Regions from separate parts of the Capsicum annuum genome. Here region 2 is linked to region 1. Evidence: chromatin contacts called from public Hi-C data. All regions are on one chromosome and are shown on one strand. The core of a region is the stretch at or near the end of the contact, and the rest is flanking DNA. Distances in the headings are between cores, read along the strand shown. Region 1 holds the start of LOC107843428 (CBL-interacting serine/threonine-protein kinase 14). Region 2 holds the start of LOC107843425 (cactin).

The links. Hi-C and Micro-C count contacts between places; a contact is called where the count stands out from the background.
Region 2: a contact with region 1 is called in a Hi-C map of bud, with 3 times the contacts expected there. The contact joins the promoter of LOC107843425 here to the promoter of LOC107843428 in region 1. A contact is called at or near these places in 3 of 5 Hi-C or Micro-C datasets (bud, leaf and placenta).

The regions. Positions count from the first base shown.
Region 1 is chr10:183,624,806-183,632,241 of UCD10Xv1.1, forward strand. LOC107843428 (CBL-interacting serine/threonine-protein kinase 14) reads left to right here and starts at 1,791. Exons shown (of 2, transcript XM_016687724.2): 1 at 1,791-3,327; 2 at 3,578-4,104. The coding sequence starts at 1,955. The coding sequence ends at 3,280. It overlaps LOC124888159 (a long non-coding RNA gene), which reads right to left and starts at 1,914. Exons shown (of 2, transcript XR_007046272.1): 1 at 1,785-1,914. LOC107843427 (prosaposin) reads right to left here. Exons shown (of 6, transcript XM_016687723.2): 5 at 7,088-7,147; 6 at 6,257-6,608. The coding sequence ends at 6,447.
Region 2 is chr10:183,899,821-183,907,080 of UCD10Xv1.1, forward strand. It overlaps LOC107843425 (cactin), which reads left to right and starts at 6,011. Exons shown (of 1, transcript XM_016687720.2): 1 at 6,011-7,260. The coding sequence starts at 6,347.

The DNA.
Region 1 (7,436 bases), core at 541-3,040:
TACACACACTCTTAAAGTATGAAAAATAAGAGATAAGGTACAACTTACAAGGTATTCCTAAACAACACCTGAAGTTGCTATGACACACGTAAACTTTAAGAGGGCCTATTACTACCTAAACTCATTTTTTCTGTATTTTGTGCTTCTCTTTGTTGACCTGACTGTCAAGTATCGAAATATTTTTGTACCTTTTTTGTCCAAGTCAGCACAAAACGAGTACCAAAAAAATCGAATACTTAAATCGTCGCGTCAGCAAAAAGGAACACAAAATCAAAAAAATGCATTTATGAGGTAATAGGACACCCGTCAAAATTTAAGTGTGTCATAATAACTTTGGATATAGTTGGAGGAGGGGGGGGACCGAAAATACTTGTGTGTTATCTCGATAAAATAATAATCATAAAAAGTAGTATTAGCTTTTGTGACAAGTTCATTAAAAAAGTTATTCTACTTATAATACTAAAGGAATTAAATAAAAATATATAAATATTTGATTAAAATAAATAATGTATAATATAAGAAGATATTGTAAATATCTATGTTAAAATAAATATTATCAAAGTAAAAGAAGGAAGTGTGCTTATTACTTAAAATAAAAAACCAAGTTTGATTTTTAAAATAAAGTTGAGGGTGAAAAATATTTTCACACCAGACATTTATCACAAAGTAGTACAATAGCTATTAAGTCCCTCTATTTATTACATTTATTTAGAACTTTCTAGTTTAATCATTTCTGTTAACACCTCATGATCGATGTGATAAGCAATTAATTTGTGTTTGTTAGATCTGCAGTTGGCAGAACATCGTCTTTTAACTTGTCTTTATTTTTTGTTCCAACTAAAATAAAATGAGTAACGTGGGTAATTTGAACACGTCGGTACCCATTGCCCATTCTCGCCTACCTATAATTTTTCTCCTCCAATCCTTTTTTTAACAAAAAAAGTATCAAACCTTTCCGCGTTGACCCATCAAATTAATACTTTCTTTGTACATTTTTACATTTTAATGTATTAAAATTTTTGCCAAATCTATTATATATCAGCATTATCTAATAATTTTGTCAAAAGTTTATTTTCACAATTTAAATTTATGATCTTTTTATCCATTTCTATTTATCCGGCATATAAAAAATAATTGTATAACTTTATTTATCAAATTTTAGAAAACATGAGATAATTTATTATTTTATATTTATTTTATTTATGTGGTTAACCAATATTCAGTTCTAATTTTTAAATTATTTATAATTAACAAAGGCAATATAATAAATAATTCTTTTACTCCCTCCGTTTCATAATAAATGAATTGTTGAATTTTGACACACATATTAAGGAAAAAACATTATAGACATAAATTTAACATAACTTTTCATTTTTATCTCAAAAAAAGAAAGAATTGGCCTTGTAATACCTTTTCAAAAGTTAATTGGTACTCAAATCATAAGGGTAAATTTGAAAAAAAATTCAATGATTCACTTATTTTGAAATATCAATAAATATTCCAACAATTCACTTATTTCGAAACGGAGGGAGTATTTACTAAGTGAGTATTATTTTTTGAGAAGTATGTCAAATTAAATATGAAGCAAGTAATGATTATATAGAATTACAACTCTCCCCCAATTTATGTTACCAATTAAAATATAGAAATTTAAACTTCTGAATTTTAATAATGAATTCTGACAAAAAAAACTTTAATAGTGACTTCATAAATAAAAACTTAAAAGTATTTTATACAAAAAAAAATGTAGAAATTGAGGGCATCAAAATTCACACTATACGTACCTTCCTGGACCAATCCCCATTTAGAATCTTCTCTCTTCTTGCGTAATAGCTGCTATTACGATTCTTCTGGAAATCATTCAAATTGAAGCTTTATGCTTCTTCATATTTCTCGTCATACACCAATTTGATGCAAAACGAAGAAAAACATCCCGAGGAATTTGCTACTAGTAATGCCAGAGATCTTACGTAGCGAAAGCAGTTCATCATCATCCGCCACCATAACCACCGCCGGAACCTCCGCCGGATCTACTACCGGAGATTTTAAGCTGAACCTTTTCGGTAAATATGAAGTCGGAAAACTCCTCGGATGCGGCGCATTTGCGAAGGTTTATCATGCTAGGGACATTAGAACGAGACAAAGCGTCGCCATCAAAACGATAAGCAAGCAGAAGGTATTGAAAGGTGGATTTACGGAGCATGTTAAGAGAGAGATTTCTATTATGCGCAGGTTGCGTCATCCTCATATCGTGCGCCTTCATGAAGTTCTTGCAACGAAGACGAAGATCTATTACGTTATGGAATTTGCGAAAGGTGGAGAGCTGTTCACTAAGGTAACCAAAGGTAGATTTAGCGAAGATCTCAGCCGTCGATATTTTCAACAATTGATCTCCGCCGTTGATTATTGTCATTCTCGTGGTGTATATCACCGTGATCTGAAACTGGAGAATCTGCTGTTAGATGAAAATTGGGATCTCAAGGTTACCGATTTCGGGTTGAGTGCAGTAACAGATCAGATCCGACCCGATGGATCTCTCCATACGCTTTGTGGTACTCCAGCTTACGTTGCTCCTGAAATCCTCGAGAAGAAGGGATACAGTGGAGCTAAAGTCGATTTATGGTCCTGCGGGATCATACTTTTTGTGCTGAATGCAGGTTATTTACCATTTACCGATTCAAATTTAATGACGATGTACAGGAAGATTTACAAAGGCGAGTTTCGTTGCCCTAAATGGACCTCACTCGGATTGAAAATGTTGCTGACTCGTCTCCTTGACACGAATCCTGAGACTCGAATATCCATTGAAGAGATTAGAAATGATCCGTGGTTTAAGAAGGGTTACAAAGAGGTGAAATCGCATCTAGGTGATGAATTTGAGCTAAAAAATGGATCGGATGTAAATCGCGATGGCAAATTTCTCAACGCGTTTCATATTATCTCATTATCCTCAGGTGTTAATCTGTCTGGATTGTTGAAGTGTTTAGGAGGTAAAGACACTGTGGATGTTGAGAGATTTGTTTCAGCAGCGTCACCAGAGAGAATAACGCAGAGGATTGAAGAGGTGGCGAAGGCGGAAGGGATGAGAGTTACTGGAAAAAATGGCGCAGACGTGAGAGTTGAAGGGCGAAATGGGAAATTTGTTTTAGTAACGGAGATCAACCAGTTAACGGAGAAAGTGGTGATTGTAGAAGTTAAAAGAAATGAGATTGGTGTTGGACCTGATAGAGAAATATGGAAACAGAAATTTAAGCCAGAGTTAAGTGAATTCTTTTTATGAACGGAACAGTATAGGATGGGCTGGACAGGTTCCCGGTAGCTAAAGAGGTAAATTTCACCTCTCTCGATGGCCCAAATGTTATTATAGCGTTCTCTATTATAGAATTCGGACTGGGTGCTATTTGTTATTTTTGATAGCACAGGAAAAAGAGATTTCGAAATCTCTTGACTTCAGCTAGGAGCATAAGCTAACTGATGCTTTGTTTAGGGACAGGAGTCACTCTTTTGTTCTCTAATTTGCCTGCATTCTCTCGGTATTTAGGGAACGCCCCCTGCTAAAGAGATTTCTATGTGGCAGGAATGAGTTCATTACGTTGGAATTAGCTGCTCGACTGACTAGAGCTTAAAAGGAGAAAGGGATATGGCTCTAGTTGTTGAATACCCTGAGAAATGTCTACGCACGTAATTGCGGCAGGAGTTATTCCTTTGTTCTCGAGTTTGCCTGCATTCTCTATTGGCACAAAATGTGTTGATATTGCAAAAGGCACGATGAGTTATTTGAAGCTACTCGACCGACTAAAATTGAAAGGGAAAAAGGATATGACTGTTGTTGAGTACTTTGATGAATGTGTATCGAGACGATGATGATGATGTTCGGACTAGTTTCTGCACATATCGGAGCAAGAAGAGAAGAACTTACTACATTTTTGCAAATATGAATTCAACTACCAAGTCAGGTTTGGCAAAACCTGTTTTACACCTATTATTATGTGAAGAGTTATTAAGCATAATGTATACAATACATATCATAGTATTGTATTGTATTTTTGTACTCTCTGCAAACATAGTAAAAATACTGGGTTATGTATATAATTTTTCTTGGCCTGTTAACTCCAATTTGCTAATAATCTCATTTTTCAAAGTAAAATGATTATTGAGATCATGGATTTCAATAGGAATATTCTTTTCTGGATAGTTGGAAATAGGATGGAGAAGGATTTGCTTTTTTCCTATTTTAACTTTCTTATAGCCCGTTTGGCCAAACTTTTTTTCCTCAAAATAGTGCTTATCTTTTTTTTTTTTTTTTTAAGAAGTGCTTATTTTAAAAAATTGAAATGTTTGACCAAGCTTTTGGGAGAAAATAAGTGTTTTTAAGGAGTAGCAGAAACAGTTTTCATAAGCTAAAAAAGGTAGCTTCTTCCTAAAAACAATTTTAAAAAAAGAACTTTTGAGAAAAATAACTTAAAAGCACTTTTAAAAGTTTGGTCAAATACTAATTGTTGCTTAAAAGTACTTTTTTTAATTTATTGGCCAAACACAAACTGCTTAAGTACTTTTTTAAGAAACACTTCTCAAAATAAGTTGATTTTGTAAGTTTGGCCAAACAGGATATTAATGATAAGTGAAAGTTGCTATGAAATTGTTTGGTTTTATGTGAGAGTGTAGGATAGTTATTGTGTGATATCTACTCAATACTTGATGTAGAGGCGTATAATATCTTCTCGGCTCTTTCCTTCATAACGTTGTAAGGAAGATATAAGTGAGTGTTGTGAAGAATGTGGTCAGAAATTCACGTTAGAATCTAATATTATGAGTTTGCAGTGTCAAAAGAAGTGTTTTGTATCACTACTATTCGACTCAACCTATCTAAAAAAGTTCAGATTTTTCAAATTATTTGTCAGTGGAAAAATGCAGAAAACCTCCTAAAAGTATATTAATTTGAACCGACATAACCAAAATTTAGTTTGAATTTGAAAGATCTTTCTTTATTTTTATATCAAGAACAAAATAGATTGAACTTAGAAATAAAAATAACTAAATTTGTAATTTTCATGTCAACTAAATCGGGAGATCTAAGAAAATTTTATCTAGAGACAATGAATTATGAGATTCATAACCAAATTTTGTACCTAGATTCTACACTTGAGCCAAGGGTCTTTCGGAAGCAACCTCTCTACCTCTCTGAAGTAGTAATAATGTATGCGTATGCTCTACCCTCCTCAGACCTCATTTGTGGGACTGGTATGTTGTTGAAGTATAACCAAATGTGTCGCATTCAACTTGCAATTTGAATTGAGGTGGATCCTTGGGGTTAGTTCTCCTTTCTAGGATATGTGATTTGATTGTCCCAAACGCATATAATGAAATCGAATACTATAATCAGAAAATGATTTTACAAAAACCTCCTTCGTTTTATTTATCGAACTACAACTTGCATTATATTTTACTAATATTCTGCCAACCCCCACCCACCCACCCCACCCCCAAACCCCCAACTCCCCTCAGAAAAAAAAAAGTAACTAACAATTTGTTCCCAAGAGTTTATCGCATCCCGTAACAAATAGAATAAGTAGAAAGCCAGCATGAGTTGAAATCTTGCAGGGAACATCTCCACCAACTGGCCCAGTACGCATCAAACATTTGAAATTTAAATAAAATAATCTTTAGTTGTGGAGTATAAAAATCGGAACAAGTATGAATGTCTTAAAGTACTTTCACCAAATTAGATTTATGTTTTGATACGAAATATTTAATCAGAACAGTTCTTTATTTTTCGAAGTTTGACGTGTCTAAAATTTACAAAAAGGTTGATGCTTAAATCCAACATTCTTCATTAGAAAATTACGAGGGTTTTCTTTTTAAGAACCTCAGGAAAATCTCCAGCCGGTGTGTCTCACTTGCTCATTGAGTAAATCCTCTCCTATGCAATAACTCGTAACCTTTACAAGAGATGTAAATCACACTAGGCAAACCCGATGCTACGAGTTCGACTGAGAAGAAGTTGGCAAGGAAATCGATCCCTCACCTACTGCACCATCTCAGCCATCTTTTCTGCTGACAACAGCTTTTTTGACAACATGGAGACATTGTAACGTTCTATCCCCTTCTCTTGAAAGAGAGCAAGTACATAATCAATCAATTTGGGGCCAAAAAGTTACCTTAATTGACTCAACTTGACTAAGCAAACAGTATTAAACATCTCATAACTTCTTGCATTCAGATTTTTCAACCAAATACAATCCAATCAAAGTGCCCATAGCAATCAAGAATGTCGTATCTTTTATTTATCGAGCTTTTCCCATAAACATCATTGTATATAAACAAGAGATGAAGTTTGCACTTCAATTTACACATTATACACAAATGAGGCACAAACTGAAAGACGATAATCCAATTGTTTGTATACATACAACACATACCAAGCAAGCTCAACAGCCTATCTCCACTTAAGAGGCAGAATGCAGTGAACTTTGTGTCTTTGGCAATGCTTCCTCTATACCAACAGCAGGCTGACAGACATGCAAAATAGTACACACATCATTTTTCTCCAGAAAATGCTCTGCGTTAATGAGGATCACTGGTGCATATTCAAAGACCATTTTCTTGCACTGCAGAAATTCACGAGGCACAAACAGAAAGTCATTGAGACAAGAGGAAGAAAAGAAACATTAGTACAGCTAGCGAAAACCCTTGTATACTTCGACATACTAATCAAGTACTTAAATAGTTTTCTATATTGCAATCACTTTTAGAGAGCAATTAACACTTGTGATCAAGTATTACATGTCTAAAAAGTAAAGTAAAATAAAATGGATCACTAGAAATCTTTTGCAAACTAGCTCCTTAATTAGGAAGAAACATTAATTGTCATCAAGCATTTCATTTCTTCTGAGAGTTTAGGATTGTGAGTTGACACATCGGATTGCAGAAGTTATTTAAGTACACCAAAAGGTCCAAAACAAGTACAATAGCTGTTTAGAACTTACAACAATAGAGCTATCAGAGATAGAATTTGAGAAGCATGAAGCCATGAACAGGCATTAAGGTACAGTAATGACAATAAGATTAGTTTCGGAGGGTAATTTACCTTATTAGCATATTTCTCAACAGATCCACATGCCTTCAGGAGCAACTCAAGTATGTCTAACTGTAAGTATAAGAGAAGCAAATGAGTTTACTCAAGAAATTCGAAGTGAAAATATTGTGTCACATAACCAACACATATTATCACTTGCCAAATTTACTTAAAAAAAAATAAGGTAAACAAACAACTACTTACTGTCTGCATACACATCTATGGGTTAATGACATTTTTTATAAGGAACGTAAATGAAATGAAATGTCCGACCTTCCAAATTCGAACCAGTAACTATAAATGACATTTTGAGGTATAACAAGTTATATAGTCATTTCAGTTACCAACAGAGCTCAAAAAA
Region 2 (7,260 bases), core at 4,761-7,260, 280 kb after region 1:
TGGATTCCATGGGTGGAAAAGGGCCCATATGAACATCTAACATACCTTTATTGAAGAATTTACGAAAGTTCTTGGTGATTTCTTGAAGTTTGAGCTTAAATCTTGAAGGGGATAGGGTTTGTTCTTGAGAGAGGGAGGTTTTCTTTTGACATGTTTTGTATAAAAGATAACCAAATATGCTTTTGGGGGCTTCAAATCCTATGTTTTTACGGATTGGGGTAATGGGAAAAGATAAGACTGCCCTTCTGAAATTACAATTCATAACTGGAACACTGATTGGGCCCTCACTGCGATGCGCCAAGGATACCACCGCTATTCCACCGCGATGCGCCATAATCGCAGTGACTTGCTATTTTTGAAATCTAAACGTGGTCCAAACCTTGTCCGAAAAATCTAAAACTTACCCGAGGTATGCTCCTTACACCCCTGAACATGAATTAACTCAAAAACTTATGTCTCGGGTTCAAAAAGATTACTTTAAAAATCATCAAAGTTAAGACATCAAAAATAAGGCTAAGTCTCCAATACTTAGCTAAATTTTCAGGTTCTAAACCTCTTGTACATGCACTATGGACTGAACTGAGCTAAGGCTAATACGGGGTATTACGCGATACCACTACTAAATGGCCTTCATTAACAAATGGTAAATGGATTAGTTGGTTATTTGGAAATGATTTTAATTAGGCATTAAAGAGGGAGGTGTAGTTAAGCCGTGAAAGGTGGAGGTCCCGGAGGAACCGAAATGGAAAATTCATATTTGCCGATGTGAAGTTTGGTATTAATGATCGTGGGCATGATGTCAGACCTTATATTGGGGGATGTATTAGTCATTCCAGGGTTATCTTCCCTAGTCATGTGGCTACACGTACTGGGGGGCCTTTTAGCAGGGGAGCTGAACTCATATTGCCCGTGGATGGTTTAGGAAAACAAAGCCACACAACCCAGGTAAAGATTTTAAATGCATGCTAAACACGGATCCCTTTTGCGACAATTATATGTATGTATGGTTGTAATCACTATGGATGGTTTTACTTGGTTTTATAACTGACATTATTTTATCCTTATCCCGAGTTTATACTAGCGACCACTCGCTAACCCATTTACTGGCGGTTGAATACCCACGCTATGTAGGAACCAGCCGTTCTACTCTTCCTACATAGTGGTTGACTCGGGGATCAACATTTGAATTGAAGTGGTGAGCTTTCATCCGTTCGGAAGGCTCTATTTCATGTTATGGACATCTTTGGACACTTTGATTTTATTTTGGATATTGGTTTTGGCCATGGTTGGGGGCATGTCCTAACCGGATATTTTTACTCTTTTGGTTAGATGCTTTGTGTTACTTTTGAGGGTTGGTATGGACGGAATCGATATTGGTGTCGGCCTTGACATTGGAATAGGCTGATGGACTGACACCACATCGCAGGTGATAGCATCCAGGATGTTCCACTTGCATTAAGATTGACGGGCTTCAATGAAATCAAGAAGATGCTTATGATGGAAGAAGAGCCCAAGAACGAGTTCAAGAATTATGGAGAAGAATTAGCAAAGTGCTACACATATTTCATGATTCAAGTCCAAGCCCAAAAGGAAGAAGATTGAGCCCATATGGGTTGTGAGTAAATTTGGAAACTTTTTCTTATTTTCTTAGGAGAGAAGTTTTGGTATTATTTTTACATGTTTTCCTAGTCCTAGTAGGATTTTATTTATTATTTCCATAATAGTAGATCCTAATCCCATGCTATTTGGGATAGCTTTTTCCTAGTCATAGTTAGATTTGATAAAGGTAAATTTCAATCCCATGCTTTTGGGATAGTTTTTTTCTTATATATAGGGATGAATTTTATTATTTTCAATCAAACAATATTATTATTAATTAAAAGTTTCTCTTATTTACACCTTTGTGTGTGGCTACTTGAGATTTATCTTGCAACCCTATAAGAATGATTCTTTAGGAGGTAAGATTAATTCTTAATTTGATATCTTTGGTTTCTATTAAAGTTAATTAAAGAAGGTGATTAGTCTTATACTAATTATTGTCTTTAGTTTCTTTGAAATAGGGGTCTAGATCACTTTTGATCTAAGTTCTTGAATTGACTGTATTAATATCATAATTAGTTTTAATCTGCTAATTTTGAATACTAAGACCAAGTAGGGTTCTTAGCACTTAACCTCGAAATTGGGGATTTTATTCTCCAATTTTGCCTATCTTTAATTTTTTACCTTTAATCCTAGTATTTTCGCTTCCGCATTATTTTTTAGGTTATTAACGTAACTCGATTCTTATCAGCAGGATTTCTCACTGTTCCATCGTATTATATTTTGGGATTGATTATCATTATATGTTTTGGTATCCATTTGGTTATGTCCTGGTTAATGGCCTTTGGTTTAGCTTGGTCTGGTTGGACGGTTGGCTTGGTACGGTTGGACTCGGTTGGGTCGATCACGGTTGTGACCCTATCCCAAAGTCTTCATTAAAGCATTTACGCTATCTTGTTATATGCTCGAAATTCAGCCCATAAAAGACTGTATAAAGAGGTTGGGTTGGGTAACAGCGGGCGGTCCTCAGTCCTGGTTGGACTTGGGATGCCCATTACGTCTAGGCCCTGGTTCGGATCGTGACACTATATTGCTTCTATCAATTTTAATTCATTCAATTATTTAGTTGAATGCTAAAAAAGAATACCTGGCCGCCTAATATGTTGGATGTCCGCTGATTGATATAAAATCTCAAAGGCTAAAACAAAAAAATCTGTAAGCAAGAAAATTATAAGCTAAGTTAAATGATGAATAAACCATGAAATTGAAAACTGAAACAAAACTTTCGATGGAGAAAAAAATATATGATTAGCCTGAATTTTTTTTTTTATAAAAATTGAGAAAGCTACATAAAAACTTATTTTATTTGAGGTAGGTCTTTTAGCTAAATTTTTCTAGGTGCTAGTATATCTTATTTTTGGTGTTTTTTTTTTACCAAATCTATTTTAATTGGGAAAGGTGTTGTTGTTAAGATTTTGCCATAATTTTTGACGTGGAATTGTTGGTCCTATTTTAGTTAGGAAAGGTCTTTGTCAAATTTATTTGAACCTTAAAAAGTTAGCCGATTTTTTGTAAAGATTTTTATTTTTTATTATAATCAATATTTAATATTATAAAAATAATAAAAAAATAGTGAAAAGACGATTTTATCTAAAGCGGAGATTTTTAATGAATGACAAAAAATTCAAATAATATTTCTAAGGACCCTCACATTTTTAATATATTCCTAGTTTAACTGTACGTTCCTCGCACATGTAATGTTTAATTATTTAAAATTAAATGATTTTATCTGTTGCGAGGATTTTTAATGAAGTGCAAAAGTTTAAATCACTTTTCAAAGATTCTTTACACTTTAGCATAATAATGTAAACGGAAACATATATTTTAATGTGAGCATATGTATATTTTACCATCACAAGTTTCAAGTGGTTGATGAATTATCACCTTTTACATTTGTCATGTTGTAGCTCTTTCCCTTGTTGCTAGAGATTAAGAGAGACACATAAATTTGAACCATATTTGTAGTACGATTATTTTTCTCTTTTTTTTTTTCAATATGTAAAATCTTTCATTATTTTTAAAGTCAAATCTTTACAAAATTATTGATTACGTACTTAAAACTTTTAAAATTTTGGTACTTCTTAAATTTTTCTTGTTCTAACGCTTTTATATTTATTTCAAGATTTTTCAAATCTTTTTAAAATCAAATTTAGTTGATATATAATTCTTAAACTAATGAAAACATGTATTTAGTTGTCATTAATTCTGACGACTTTTAATAAGAAAAAGTTTTACCATAAATATATTTAATTAATTTTTAACTCTTAATCTATAATCTATATCTATAATATATTAAAAGTGTGAAATCCTTAAAAAAGTGATTTGAACTTTTTGTCCTTCATTAAAAGACTTTCTTTAGGCAAAATTGTCTTTTCATTATTTTTTAAATTTATTATTTAATTATTTTTTATTATATTAACTAGGTTTCCTAAAAATATATGAGACTCCCAAAATATATGATAGGATAATTAATTAATATTTTTCTTTCGACTAGACTTCCTAAAATATATGGGACTCCTAAAATATATAGTAGGAGAATTAATTAATATTTTACTTTCTACTGTTCAATTAGAAAAATACTCCTAAAATAGGACTATATTAAGAAAATACTTCTATAAATATTGAGATGTACGTTAAACTAGAGAACAAACCGGTTTGCCTATTGGGAGAATATGGTTGATTCTCATCTAACTTGATTCGATTGCATGTCTAGATTGGTGGATGCTTGATTTTCTTATCCTCAACCTCTCACTGTTTTTGTCAGCATAATATAATTTAACATGTGTGTGTATATATATATATACATATACATATATCTTCTTTGTTTTCATTTAAAATCATTCTTTAGGATCAAAATTTTCGCTCAGATAAGAATTAGTTGAATCAAAATCGAAGCTTTGTGATCACTAAGGTTAGATTTAATTGTATTATTTTGATATCTTTATTCTCTTATTGTTTTATTTTAATTTACAGATGCTAGATGGATATGGGTGAGCTTTGAATTATTTTTTTTAGGTAAATGTTAGGTTTAATTGTATTATCTTAATATCTCTATTAGTTTGTTAATTTGTGGTAGTTTACAATTGGTAGATGAATCTCGATCGGCTTTGAGAATTTTTTATGTGTAAAATTTAAGTTTAATTGTATTGTTTTGATATCACTTTTATTGTATTATTTTGTTGTAATTTACAAGTGATAGATAAATGTTGGTCGGCTTTGAGAATTTTTTTTTTAAATGTTAGGTTTAGTTGTATTATTTTGATATTTCTATTATCGTATTATTTTATTATTGTTTACAGGTGGTAGATGAGTGTCAGACGACTTTGAAAAAAAATTGTGTATAAAGATCAGATTTAATTGTATTATTTTGATGTCTTTATCATTGTATTATTTTGTTGCAATTTACAGATGGTAGATGAATGTCGATCGGCTTTTAAAAATATTTTTGATAAAAATTAGATTTAATAAATAAATTCTCCATTTTCACATACTCAAAAGATATTAAATTTAATTATTATATCCATCTTTATTATTTAAATAAATATACTATTTAGTGTAATGTTTGAACTCATTAAAGTGAGGTACACGCATAAAGCGCGTACACCTAAACTAGTATTAGTAAAACAGTAAAAAGACGATAATAAGAAAAGATTTTATCATAAATATATTTAAGTAATTTTTAACTCTTAAATATTAGAAAAATAGTGAAAAGACGATTTTGTCTAAAACAAAGATTTTTAATAAAGGAGAAAAATTTAAACGATATTTCTAAAACCCTTTACACTTTTAATATAGTATGGATATAGATAAATTAGATATAAATTATAATGTAGATTATGATATATTACTTATTTTCTATTGTGAGAAAAAAATAAGAAAATCAAGCAGAATATTATGTAATATATGGATAACCATGACTTGAAGTAATGGCCAAGTAATTTACTTGAGCTTCAAGTAGAAATAATAGTCAAGTATTTACTTGGGCCTCAAGAAGTGCTACCGCTTGTAGTCTTCCACGTAATATTGTATGTGTAGTGTGCCATTTATTTTTGACGATTTTTTTTTTTTTTTTAAGTTTTTTACTCAATGTTTGGGTAGGAAGTGAGCTACATGTAGGATTGGGGTCATTCAAACCCTCTTTGATAAAAAATTATAATATATATATGATTAAAATTATTTTTTATGTATATTTACTAGATGTCGAATCATCTTCAATTAGTTTGTATGTTCACTTGTGAACTCTTTGGTGAAAAATCATGGCTCCCCCACTATGTTTGAATATTCATATTGAAGCACTGATTAATTCAAAACACACGCACTGTAGAACTCATTTTTGGATTTTCTTTATATATCAGAGTTTGAATTCGAAATCGCTAATTAAGAATAGAACAATCCGCTCATCATATTGAAAAATATATATATATATATATATAGACCTTTGCCCACTTTGTAATATACAGACCGAAGATAGTTAATAAAGAAAATAACACTTCTTATTTTGGTTGCCCTTTTGGTACTTTAGTTTTTAGTCTTTAATTATTTAATACAGAAATGATTCATTGATTTGAGCTTATAAATAAAATATTTTTCTTCGAATTTAAATTCCAAATACAATTTGTAAGAATTTATGGGCCTATGATATCAGTATACTCGTACCTTTTTGCCCTTTACAAAAGCCCACATCTATTTTCATCGCCAATCGGATCATCGGATATCTCACAGCAATTCCGCCGCCACCGCCATCGCAATGGGTTCCGGCAACCGTAGCAGTAAGGGTAAGTCGGCGTCCAAATCCGGCAAATGCCGACGCCGATCTTCCGATGAATCCGCCTCAGACTCCGATTCAGTTTCTTGCACTGATTCCGGATCCGACTCGTCTCCGCCGACAAGCAGCCGTAGCCGTAGCCTTAGCCGCCGTTCAAGCGGAAGCAAAAGTCGAAGACCTAGAAATTACTCCGAGGAAGAGAGTAGTAGTTCCGACGAGCGAAATAAGAAGAAGAAGAAGAAAATTACTGAAGAAGAAATTGCTTTATACATGGCGAAGAAAGCACAGAAGAAAGCAGCGAAAGTAGCAAAGAAGTTGAAAACGCAGAAAGTTTCAGGTTACTCAAACGATTCAAATCCATTCGGAGATTCAAATTTAAATGAAAATTTCGTATGGCGGAAGAAAATCGAACGCGATGTTACTCGCGGCGTGCCGCTGGATACATTCTCAATGAAGGCAGAGAAACAACGGCAACGAGAACGTATGGCGGAAATCGAAAAGGTGAAAAAACGGAGAGAAGAAAGAGCGATTGAAAAAGCACAAAGGGAAGAAGAATTACAAATGCTTGCTCGAGAACGAGCTCGGGCGGAGTTTCAGGATTGGGAAAAGAAGGAAGAGGAGTTTCATTTCGATCAGAGTAAAGTTCGTACTGAAATTCGGCTTCGTCAAGGTCGTGTTAAGCCTATTGATGTGCTTATTAAGCAATTAGAACCTTCTGGAGATTTCGACGTGGAGATTGATGAGCCTTATGTGGTGTTTAGGGGTTTAGGTATAAAGGAAATGAAGGAACTTCAGGAAGATATTAAATTGCATATTGATTTGGATAGGGAAACGCCGTTGCATATACAGTACTGGGAGGCGCTTTTGGTGGTTTGTAATTGGGAATTGGCGGAAGC